Linked DNA regions of Zea mays: regions 1, 3 and 4 are each linked to region 2. The links are chromatin contacts, called in public Hi-C maps. All regions are on one chromosome and are shown on one strand. The core of a region is the stretch at or near the end of the contact, and the rest is flanking DNA. Distances in the headings are between cores, read along the strand shown. Region 1 holds the start of LOC103644142 (trafficking protein particle complex subunit 8). Region 2 holds the start of LOC100283272. Region 3 holds the start of LOC100281398. Region 4 holds the start of LOC542734 (glutathione transferase 5).

Region 1 (2,700 bases), core at 10-2,509, 240 kb after region 2:
GAAATAACAACACCAAGAGGAAGACTAGAGAAGTTGTAAAAGAGGAAGGAAATGAAACATACATTAGAAATTCACGCGCACCTCCCAATATCTGAAAAGTAGTGTTGACATATAGATCCCACAATACAAAGACATAAAAAGGAACAATGACGAGGAGAGTTCAAACGACACATGGAGCAACGTATGCCAGGTCCAACATAAACAATCGATGCCATTTAATAGCTTTTGTAAGGAAAAAAATATTGCACATATATAATATTAGATACATGGCCTCTATTTCTCTCTCACCCAACCACCTTATTGCTCGGACTAGCCCTGCTTGACAACACATACTCCACTTTTTCCTTTCTTCATTTTTATAGTATGCACATATTCATATTCCAAGAGGATATGTGATTAGAGGTGGTAATGGATCACGATCCAAATATTTCTTCATAATCCTTTAGAGCACTAAATTAGTTTTAATTCAAAAATAAATAGAAATAGAGTCCGATCTTATTTGGATCCGATCCTTAAATTTTATAGTATAAAATTTAGAGCCTATTATCATCCCTAGCTATGAGCCTATGATTAAACGGACATGTACAAAAGCGCTTTGATGCTCACTAATAATGTCAGGAAAGGTAGCTTTTAATCTATTAGGCCATTCGGGAATTTTATGAGAGTTTCATTCTCATTAAATGCATGTCATATATGGAAGCATAATGATATGATATGTATTTTAACGAAGAAAGATAAGAGAGAGTTTTCTAGGAAATGATAAACAGAGAGTTCTATGTGGATGATATTTTTAATATATCGTTATCTAAATAAATATTGACGTGGCAAACCTTGAACACAGCTCGATAAAAGTATGTATCGACAATGACCTTAACTAGCATTTTTGAAATCATCTTATACACTATATTGAGCCAAAACGTGATACCTTCTCTGGGTTAGCCACTTATGCGATTAGAACAATAAAAACTGTCGCCATTTTTTAATAAACGAGCTGCTTGGATCATAAAATTATGAGCCTATTTGGTTCTCATGAGATTTTTTAGTCCAAATAAAAAATATCTCATAATAAATCAAACACATTGGATATTATTCCTAGAGTAGTGTGTTCGAATGTAAATGTAAAATCTATATCGATAAAATCTAGTTTCAGCTGAATTCTAGAATAGTACATTGGATTTTGTGCAAAATGAGATTTCAAAAATCTCAAGCAAACCAAACGCCATTTTAGAAAAAAAATCAACAAGACTAAGTGTATAGATGGCCTTTCAAGGCCCACAAAGCATCCCTTGAAGCCCAAGTATGGAAACCGTGCAGGCTGTGCTGTACGGCCAGTCGTCGACTCGTCGTCTTCTCTACCTGGCGCTCTCCCAGATCAGATCACCACCACCGCCCACCGCCCACCACCGCTCACCGAGCTCGCGGTCGCCGGAGATCACCGTTCTCCGGCGGCCCCGCGTACGCCGGTATCAGTAAAGGTTGGTTATCCACATCGAAACCCCAGCTCGCGCCTCCCACCCGAGTCAGTCACGCCGCTAAATTTGGCTCATCCGCCATTCAGACCAGCGCCGCTAGGGTTTTGGACCTATGGATCCGCTCCGGAGCTACCTGGGCCGGATCCTCCTCGAAGAGATCACACCGGTGGTGATGGTGCTGTCCACACCGCTCGCCGAGGCCGCCTGCCGTAAGAACGGCCTCAGCTTCGTCGACATGCTCTCCCCGTTCTCGCTCTTCAAAAAAATCGACGGTAACTGGCCTCTAAATGCTTGGTTTCAGATGACCCTGTGCTGTACTTTGTTTGCTTCTCGTTTGTTTTGGTTTTGTGATCTCATGGAGGGTTCTGTCTCTGTGCCCGCGACTGAGCAGTGCCCGTGCGGACGGCGAGCGAGGTTCCGTACAGGCTGCAAATGTTTAAGATCCGGATGGTTTACGCGTCCGACGTCCGGAAGGAGGACTGCGAGGTGATCCTCAAACATTCTGACGTTGCTATCCTAGGTGTATGTAGCTACTTCGGTGTTTGATGACCTCGATGTTTGGGAACAGGTGGCAGACGAGAAGATTAAGCCTGTAGTTTCTGAGGCCAATGAGAAGGCTCTTCCGGATTTGCTTTCAGACCCGCCTCAGGCTGAAGATGTACTTGGAAGTGAGATTCTGTGCTTTGCTTATATATAATGATAATATATGAATGCACTTTTCTAGGTCCTCTCCAATGAAGTTCACATTGCTGTGTTTCTCTGATAATTGGATTAGTGGTGAAGGGCGACAAAGATTTCTTTTTTCAGGTGGGGAAGCAGAGTAAGATAGGCAGCAGAAAACTAGTTGATTAGCCATAGAATTAGGAAATCAGTATATATTGCAAAATTAGAGTCGAACTACTATCGAACTATGTAAAGTTCTAAATAAAGTAGGAAAGTGACCTCAATTGATTACACAAGGTCATTTTGCTTGCCACTTCAGCATTGTTGTGCATGTTGTGGCGGCAGGGAAGTGCGGCCACTGGTGAGGCTTGCGTAGAGGTTGATGATAACGTGTATGGTAGGCCTGAATGCTGCTGAGGTAACTAGGAGAGGTGAGCTTATGTGGTTGTTTTCCATTTATAGCATCGAAGAAAATAGTGATCTGCGACTAGTATGTTTTTCCGAGCAGTGTTCTTAAGGCTCCTAGGCGAGCAAGCAAACAGGACAACCGCCTTAGCGCCTAGGT
Region 2 (2,700 bases), core at 120-2,619:
AATTCTTATGACATTGAAGGAATTGGTATAAGTTTAGATGGTATTGAAGGGATTCTCTTGTTAAACTTTGATACAATAAGTGCTAGTTTGGAAAATTAAATCTCTTCGAGATTCTCGAAGATTGAGAGAAAAAATGAGCTAATTTTCCACTCAATCCTTGACAATATCAGAGGGGATATAAAATTTCAAACTAACCCTAAGGGCTAATTTGGTCACTAGATAATTAGAGGGGGTCTATGAGAAAGAATTACCTTGCTATTCAAAAGTGAACGAAAGGAATTGAAGTGAATTAATTCCATGGTCACCAAACCAGTACTAAGGGCCCGTTTGTTTCGTTGGAATTGAATTCAATTTTAATAATTATAATTTAGACAAAACTAATTAAGTTTATATATTTATATATATAATATATTTGTATATTATCCTAAATCATATGAGAGAGTTAGTTATATAGTATATTTATGTTATAGAGGTGCAGGTAGAAGAGTGTGCTATAAGTTATACATCGGAAAATTAGCATGTAAATCTATAGAATCAATTTCCATCTCTCACCCCATGAATTTGAGATAGGCTTATATGATAACTTTGGAAAGTGGTGGAATGTCATATTCTAAAAAATTAGCCTATTCCATTAGTAAGATTCCAATTCCTCGAAATGAAAGGAAACAAACGGGGCCAGGGATTGTTCGGTTATGTTTGGAACGAAGGGGTTGAATTCCTCCCTAATTAAAATTGAATGTAAGCGGATTTAATCTTTTTTAATTCCATTTGATCAAGACGCAACCGAATGGTCCAAGAAAATCCCCGGGGAAATAAGGACCGCTGCTAATAAAGAGAGTAAAAGTAGATCTTTTATTTTGTACATCTTGAGAGATTCTGATATTTGCTATCAGCAAAAAATAGGTTTGTAAAATTGTCATCAGACCCACATTTTATAGACTCAGCTGGACCCACAATTTATAGACACAGTGGTAATTATAACAAAAAGACGTGAGTGGCAAAAAATCAATTATCTCGTACATCTTCGGGGCATTCGCTTATCACTGCACAGTTTTTTTTTTTTTTTTTTGCTTTGCTAAAAAACAGAATAGTGGTTTGCGAAACTTTTCATCTGTTGGGCTCTGATCTCGAATTATCACTGAATGAGATTTTGGGGCCGAACGCTCTGACCTTGGGCCGAATTCCCGGCGCACCTAAAAAATCCCAACGCTACCAAACGCCCAAAAAAAAGCCAGGCCAGGCCAGGCCAGCGTGAAACGACCCAGTCCAGTCATGTTGACTTCTCCGCGTTCGACTCGGCTACCCGAAACTCCCTTGGGCGCCGAGGCGACAGCGGCACGCGGGCGAAGCTGCGTGGGCGGCTCGTTCGGCTCGGCTGGCCCTGGACGCTTCACCTCCCCCCTCTCTGTCTTGTCCGCTTTTGGTCGACCGCGGCCTTGGGCGGAGCAATCCAGGTGGAGTGGGCCGAGAAGCGGCCGCCTGATCGAGCCGAACCAACGGCCGACGCGGCGCACGCCATGGTAGCAGGTTCGTCGACGCCCTCCATGTCGGAGCCCCCTCTCCTGCCGTGCTTACGCGTGTCTGATTGATCGGCTGCGCGCGTCGCCGACTCGATCCGGCCGGTTGGTGGATCGTCTGGTCGCCGGGACGAGGGTGAGGAATCCGTCGAATTCGTGCCCAATTTCGGCCCGATCGGTGGTCGGATTGGGTTGGGAAGCTCCGCGGCGGTGGGCGTGTCCGGTCGGTTAGGCTTCGGTGCCGCTGGGGCTGGGGCTGGGTAGCGGTGCTTGGGGATACTATTGCTCCTGTGAATGTTTATAGGAAGGGCTCTTCTTGGTTTCGCGCCGAGAGTCTCGCCGGGCCTATTGCTAGATATGCTACTCCAGCCGGCCGTCGAAGGAAAATCGATGCGATTAAGATAAGGGCACGCGTAAAGACGAGGTGTCAGCCTTGACGGATTGTTTAGCTTAGGATGAACTTGCTGCCTTCCACGATGCCTTTTACCTAAGCCGTGACTCGTGGACTTCTGTGGTTTTAAACACTGATGCGCTTGTTGGGATCCTGTATTTCACGGAGAAACGGGATATGGTTATGAGCTTTAGCCTTGTGCTTGCTTTTATGCCAGGATTTCTCATTCTTTATATACTCCATTCGCTAGATGTAGGTAAGTCCATCTGAATCATTTGGTACTAGATGTCTAGTACTGGTGTAGATGTAATGTAAAACCTAGGGTGACAAGACTAATGTGTGTGTTGTATTGTCAAAAGTCATCAATATGTGCTTTGCAAGCACTAATATAAGCATTCTGGTATTTTGTGTACCTGTCCTTACATGTATTAGCGATGGATGTGGCATCTGTGATGTACATTGCCTACATATTGAGGAACCAAAATATTGAAGTCTCACCATGTTCATGGGCTTTGGTTACGCACATGTTGCGAATTCAATTAATGATCAGGCTTGAGGCCATCAGGGCTTGAACTAGTGCTTGTATTTTTTAGCACATTCCTCACTGTAGTTTTGTTTTCTTCTTAAGGAGGAACTTTATTTGACCCCCATTCTGTATTGTTTACTACTTCTGACCAAATATATAGGTAAAAATATTAATATTTATGACACCAAATAAGTATAGTATGAAAGTATATGGACAAACCCAATGTTGGAGCCTCCCATATGAATGGGGTCTGGGGAAGGAATAAA
Region 3 (2,700 bases), core at 25-2,524, 220 kb before region 2:
CGGAGGACAGTGATGGATCCTAAAGACCATGGGATCCGCCCCTACGACGAGCTCAACCGGGTGAACTCACCTACGAAAAGGTTGGAATACCTCACTAAGCCCTAATGTATAGTCGAAGGTGATCAACTTCGTCGTATCGGTAATAGCAACAGGTCCACGTCTCCATGGGCAAGGACAGGAAGGCAGGCGCCAAATCCTTGCGTCGTACGACCACAGCAAGACGACAATCAACTACTCCAGATTCATCTGTCAGTGACTAAAGAGGGTACCAATTCTGATGTAACACGGAGACTTGCACCAATAGTATTGTGATTACCCCGTTGTAGGATTAGTAGTCAAAGATATAACTGTAGTTAGATCTAGCAATCCCCCGTTATCCCTATAAATACCTGTCCTGTAGCCATTCAAGACATACTTAACATACTTAACAAGATATTACACTCTCTAAGCCCACATTTCTCGTCCCAAGACCCACACAATCAGAAGCCATAACTGTTTAGGAGTTCTTATTACTTTTATCTATATTTACCCGCAGCTGGTAAATGTAAAGAGACGCAAGCGAATGGTTTTGTATCATGTATGTATATAATTTTTTCCTGCAAAGGCAAGTGCACAGAAACGCTATCCGTTAGACTGACCGCAAAGGCTGCCCCTACGCAGCCCCCTCCCCTTGCATGGCGCGTGCAGGGGGCGCTCCACGCGCGCAGCGGTGCCCCCTGCACCGCCCCCTAGCCCGTCGTCCTCCTCTCTCTCCCCCTCAATCTAGCGTGTCACTGTTCATCACCCTAAACACTGTGCTGTGGGTCCACGAGTAATTGTTAGTAGATAAAAAATTGATAGTTGGTATAGAAAATGATATTTTATAGTGGTAGTGGGGTATAGGGGAAGTATTTAGGGGGAACCGCTGCGAGAGATGGAAAAATAGGGGAAAATAGGGGGGAAAGTGATATAGGGGGAAAAATTTAGGGGTAACGATTGCGGATAGCCTTACGCACGGCACGGGCACGGCACTCGGCGCCGTACGGCAGGTCGGCAGCGGCGTCACTCTCTAGCCCACAGTACAGTGCGTTCACGCCTCAGTGACCAGGGCGCTGCGGTGCGGGGTAGTAGGGGCTGTAGCGGGGCATACGGCAGGGCACTGAGGGCAGTGCAGTGCAGTGACGCAGACGGCAGATCTGACACCGGGCCGGCCGGCCCCCGTACAAGCCTGCCTGCCGCCGCTGTCTCCCGCTACCCTCTGGCGGTCTGGCCCTCTGCCCCTACCCGCAGCGGCACCAGCAATCAGCTTCTGCCGCTCCGCAGCGCCCCGAGCGTGAGGAGAGAGACGGTGATACAGTGGCAGCGAGCTTGCAGCCGAGCAGCGAGTGTCCAGTCCAGTGTGCCAGCGCGTGCCAGAGCCGGAGAAAAATGCTGGCACGATTGTAGGAGCACGGGCGATGCACTAGGCGCGGGCAGCGTAGGGATAAGACAGCAGCACAGCAGCCGGGCCGATGGCTGGACGTGGCCGGCGCGCATGACCAGCAAGCAGCACGCCGGGGAGCACCAGCCGTTGCCGCATTCCAGCAGCGACAGGCACCGAGCCGAAAACCGCCAGGCGCCAGCCCACGCCGCCAGGCCTAGTGCTCCCTCATAAAAGCGTCGCATTCCTCTCACGGTCACGGCACTCGCCGCGCCAGCAGCCAGCCTATGAGCAGCGCTTGCGGCGGCGGCGGTTGTAGGGAATGGAGGCAGCAGCCGTGGGCGACGGCGCGCCAGCGGGCCGCTCCCATCAGGGCGCCAAGCGCGCGCGCGGCGGCGCCGTGAAGGGCAGCGAGACGGAAGCGGCGGCGTGGGGTCAGCCGCCGCCGCTCCCGCCGCCGCCGGGCCCGGGGGCGGGGTCCCGGATCTACCGCGTGGGGGCGAGCGGGGGCAAGGACCGCCACAGCAAGGTGTACACGACCAAGGGCATCCGCGACCGCCGCGTGCGCCTGTCGGCGCCCACCGCCATCCAGTTCTACGACCTGCAGGACCGCCTCGGCTTCGACCAGCCCAGCAAGGCCATCGAATGGCTCATCAACGCCGCCGCCTCCGCCATCGAGAAGCTCCCGGAGCTCGACCCGGCCGCCTTCGCCGCCCTTCCCGCGCCGGGCGGCGCGGATGCCGCCGGCAATGATAAGCAGCAGCAGCAGGGGAGCAAGTCCGCGGGCAGCAGCACGTCGGAGACGAGCAAGGGGTCCGAGCTCTCGCTCTCGCGCTCCGACGGCCGTGGGGGCGCCGCCGCGCAGGACAGGGTGGTCACCGTGGCCAGCACCTCGGCGCAGGCCGCGTCCTTCACCGAGCTGCTCACCGGGGTGGCGTCGGCCGGCGCCATTAGCGCCGGCGAACATAGGCAGTCGTGGCATCAGCAGCCCAACGTCTCCGCCGGCGCCGGCGCCGACCGCGTCGGCATTGCGCACAACGGGAAAGGCGCGCACGGGCTGTCGACGGCGACGCACGCCTTTTCTGGCCCCGCCGCCGCCAAGTTTGGCAATGCGCCTCCGTTCGGCCTGGTGCCGGCACAGCCTTTCGACTTCACCATCCCCATCGAGATGCCTCACTTCTCGCTCGGTCAGGACACTTCGGCGGCGTCCTCGTCTGGCGCCGGGGACTACAGCCTCAGTTTTTCCATGTCCTCGGGTTTCTTGGGTGCCAATAGGGGGACCCTTCAGTCCAATTCGCAGT
Region 4 (2,700 bases), core at 160-2,659, 190 kb before region 2:
CTATTTGTGGAAAATTCGAGAGGAGGAACGGAGAAGAGTACTCCTGTACAGACACCGAGGTTGGAAACTTTTGGAGTGCAGAGGGCAGTTGGGCCACTGCGCGTGGGCCCCGTCGCACGTGGGGTCCACGCGTCAGTGGCTCCTCCCCACGTCCCGTCGAAATGGAACGAGGTCGCATCGTTGTATCGCAAATGCCAAACGCTCAAGACGCGCTATTGGCGGCGACGAGTACTGCCAGGTGCCAGCGCATCTCGAAAGCACACAAGAACCAAAGCCGACGAACTGTGAAGACAACAAGAAGAAATTCATAACCATTTATTCGGTTGTGGTGTACGAGGCAACACGTACGGCGCTGCCACCGCTGACAATAGAAAATACAACGACGACGAACTCATGAACACGAACTGCTCTGCTGAGCACACTAAAACCAAAACTAGATTATTGGTTCGTCATTATTACTCCCGGCCAGCCACCGGCCGACCGATGGATGCTCTACTCGATGCCCAGCCTCTTCTTCATCCCGCAGACGAAGTCGTAGACCTTCTCGGGCGGGTAGAGGTTCTTGGCGACGCTGGGGCGCTCGGCGCAGCGCTTGGCCCAGGCGGCCAGCCTCGGGCACTCCTTCTCCACGCTGACGCCGCCGAAGCGGTCGTAGGCGAGGAACCAGGACGTGAAGGGCACGAGCGCGACGTCGACGAAGCCGAGGGCGTCGCCACCGAAGAAGGGCCCGTCGCCGAGCGCGCCCTCCAGCGTGCGGAGGATCTCGACCATCTCGGCGCGCGCCTGCGCCTGGCCGTCCCCCTTGAGCTTCCACAGCCGGGTGCCGCAGTCGTACAGCTTCTTGTCGACGTAGTCCGCCCAGAAGCGGGCCTGCGCGCGCGCGTAGGGGTCGGCGGGGAGCAGCGCCGGCGCCGCCTCCGGGAACGCCTCGTCGAGGTACTGCACGATGACGAGGGACTCGCAGACGGGGCGGCCGTCGTGCAGCAGCACGGGGATCTTCTTGTGCACCGGGTTGGCGCGGAGGAGCAGCTCGCTCTTGTTCCTCAGGTCCTGCTCCAGGTACTCGTAGGCCAGGCCCTTCTCGTCCAGCGCGATGCGGCAGCGCTGCCCGAATGGGCTCACCCAGAAGTCCAGCAGCTGCAGGCCCTGCTTCTTCTCCTCGGCCATGTCGAGCCTTTTCTTGTTCTCGCCTACGGCGTTAGCTACTTAGCTGCGTGTGTGAGGTGAGCGTGCACTTGTGCGGTGAGCAATGGCGGATCGATGCTAGCTGTGGAGGTGAGGATCGACGAGGGGCTCTTGCTTTATTTATAGGAACCGATAGCGAGAGGGTGGAGCAGAGCTTCAACCACGCTCGAGGAGGTTCCGGAAGTTGGTCTCCAGTCCAGTCTCAACTAGTCTCCCCTGTCTGTGGGCTGTGGCTAGTGCGTCTCGGCGGGGAAAAGTTCGCACGGGGATGCAAGCCTGCGGTGTCACGGGTGACGTCACGGCACGGTTTGCCTCTGTATCGTGAACGCGAACCGCGCCTGGCACGAGTTGCAGGGCGTGGTGGCCACAGAAGATCGGGACTGCCATCGCACATCCGGGAGGGCCGGAGGGGAGGACAGGATGTATGGGATGACGATAGGCGAGAATGGGAGATTGGATCCACGAGTGCTTCCATGCCCTGCCGCCTTCAGACCTGCTGGACCCAGAATGTGCAATACAAGTATGTAGATGAGTGGATCTTTCTAAAAGTATTATTTTTCAAATCAATCCTTCCGTCCTCTCTAAAGATTTTCAGAAAGATTATACAAACTCTATTTATTGCGTTGATTTTTTTACATCAATAATTTAGGCCGTCTTTGAAAGCAAAGCATTTCAAAACCATAGTTTCAGAATACTATGATTTTAAAATGTCATGACAGATCTTTCTCATGTGTCCCATCCGCTCGAAAGGAAAAAAAAAGTGAGCGGTATCATACGTCCCTCGATGATCCAGTTTATAGAGATTGATGAGTTACAAACGGGTAATCCGGGTGAAGCCCTGGTTCCTTTCGCAGGAGCCAAGCACGGGGTTAACTGGTAACCGTTCTCATACTTCATGGTGCCAACTCATTTACTGCCTCCATTCGATTGGGGCCAATGGTATGCTGCCTCTCTCCACGATAAACCATGAGTCAAGCGTCTCCTAAAACTCAAACGCGATCTAGGAACGTCCTTAGCGCTCGTGCACTAGGGTCCTAGCTGCTAGTGTGCCCACTTCCCCTCGCTCTATTGTCTCAGGAGCGACCGCGATTCCCATTGGGCCAACCTTCGAAGCCATTGATGCTTACCGGGACACGCTCCTTATCAGGCGGCCAAGCAGTAGCGGATCAGTCGTTCTTGGTTCGTTTCCTCGTCCGCTTTCTTAACACCAAGCCCCTTTTCCTACACAGCCATCGCTTTTCCGAAATTTTTATAAACACTATCCGTATAATTGGTTCCATGCATCTGCCAAGTATCTATAACCGCGGATACTTAAAGCATCTCTTGTTTGGTTTCATGCATGGACCAACTAGACTCTAGACATGCAAAACTTAGCTCCTAGCCAGGCTCTTTCGATGCGCGCGTGAGGAGCATGGCTGCAGGCACAGGCTGAGTCCACATGTGAGTCAGGGCACACGTTACTAAAATGTTTTATTGTATTTTTTCATCATATATCTTAGTTGAAATGTTTAATCC

Evidence for each region. Hi-C and Micro-C count contacts between places; a contact is called where the count stands out from the background.
Region 1: a contact with region 2 is called in a Hi-C map of leaf, with 7 times the contacts expected there. The contact joins the promoter of LOC103644142 here to the promoter of LOC100283272 in region 2. A contact is called at or near these places in 6 of 25 Hi-C or Micro-C datasets (bundle sheath, ear, leaf and 3 more).
Region 3: a contact with region 2 is called in a Hi-C map of leaf, with 5 times the contacts expected there. The contact joins the promoter of LOC100281398 here to the promoter of LOC100283272 in region 2. A contact is called at or near these places in 8 of 25 Hi-C or Micro-C datasets (bundle sheath, ear, endosperm and 2 more).
Region 4: a contact with region 2 is called in a Hi-C map of leaf, with 5 times the contacts expected there. The contact joins the promoter of LOC542734 here to the promoter of LOC100283272 in region 2. A contact is called at or near these places in 2 of 25 Hi-C or Micro-C datasets (leaf and tassel).

The regions. Positions count from the first base shown.
Region 1 is chr1:292,557,379-292,560,078 of Zm-B73-REFERENCE-NAM-5.0, forward strand. LOC103644142 (trafficking protein particle complex subunit 8) reads left to right here and starts at 1,260. Exons shown (of 29, transcript XM_008667340.4): 1 at 1,260-1,475; 2 at 1,559-1,744; 3 at 1,864-1,958; 4 at 2,041-2,140. The coding sequence starts at 1,585.
Region 2 is chr1:292,318,130-292,320,829 of Zm-B73-REFERENCE-NAM-5.0, forward strand. It overlaps LOC100283272, which reads left to right and starts at 1,370. Exons shown (of 5, transcript NM_001369528.1): 1 at 1,370-1,527. The coding sequence starts at 1,518.
Region 3 is chr1:292,096,284-292,098,983 of Zm-B73-REFERENCE-NAM-5.0, forward strand. LOC100281398 reads left to right here and starts at 1,275. Exons shown (of 2, transcript NM_001154316.2): 1 at 1,275-2,700. The coding sequence starts at 1,722.
Region 4 is chr1:292,130,351-292,133,050 of Zm-B73-REFERENCE-NAM-5.0, forward strand. LOC542734 (glutathione transferase 5) reads right to left here and starts at 1,410. Exons shown (of 1, transcript NM_001156414.2): 1 at 362-1,410. The coding sequence starts at 1,167. The coding sequence ends at 493.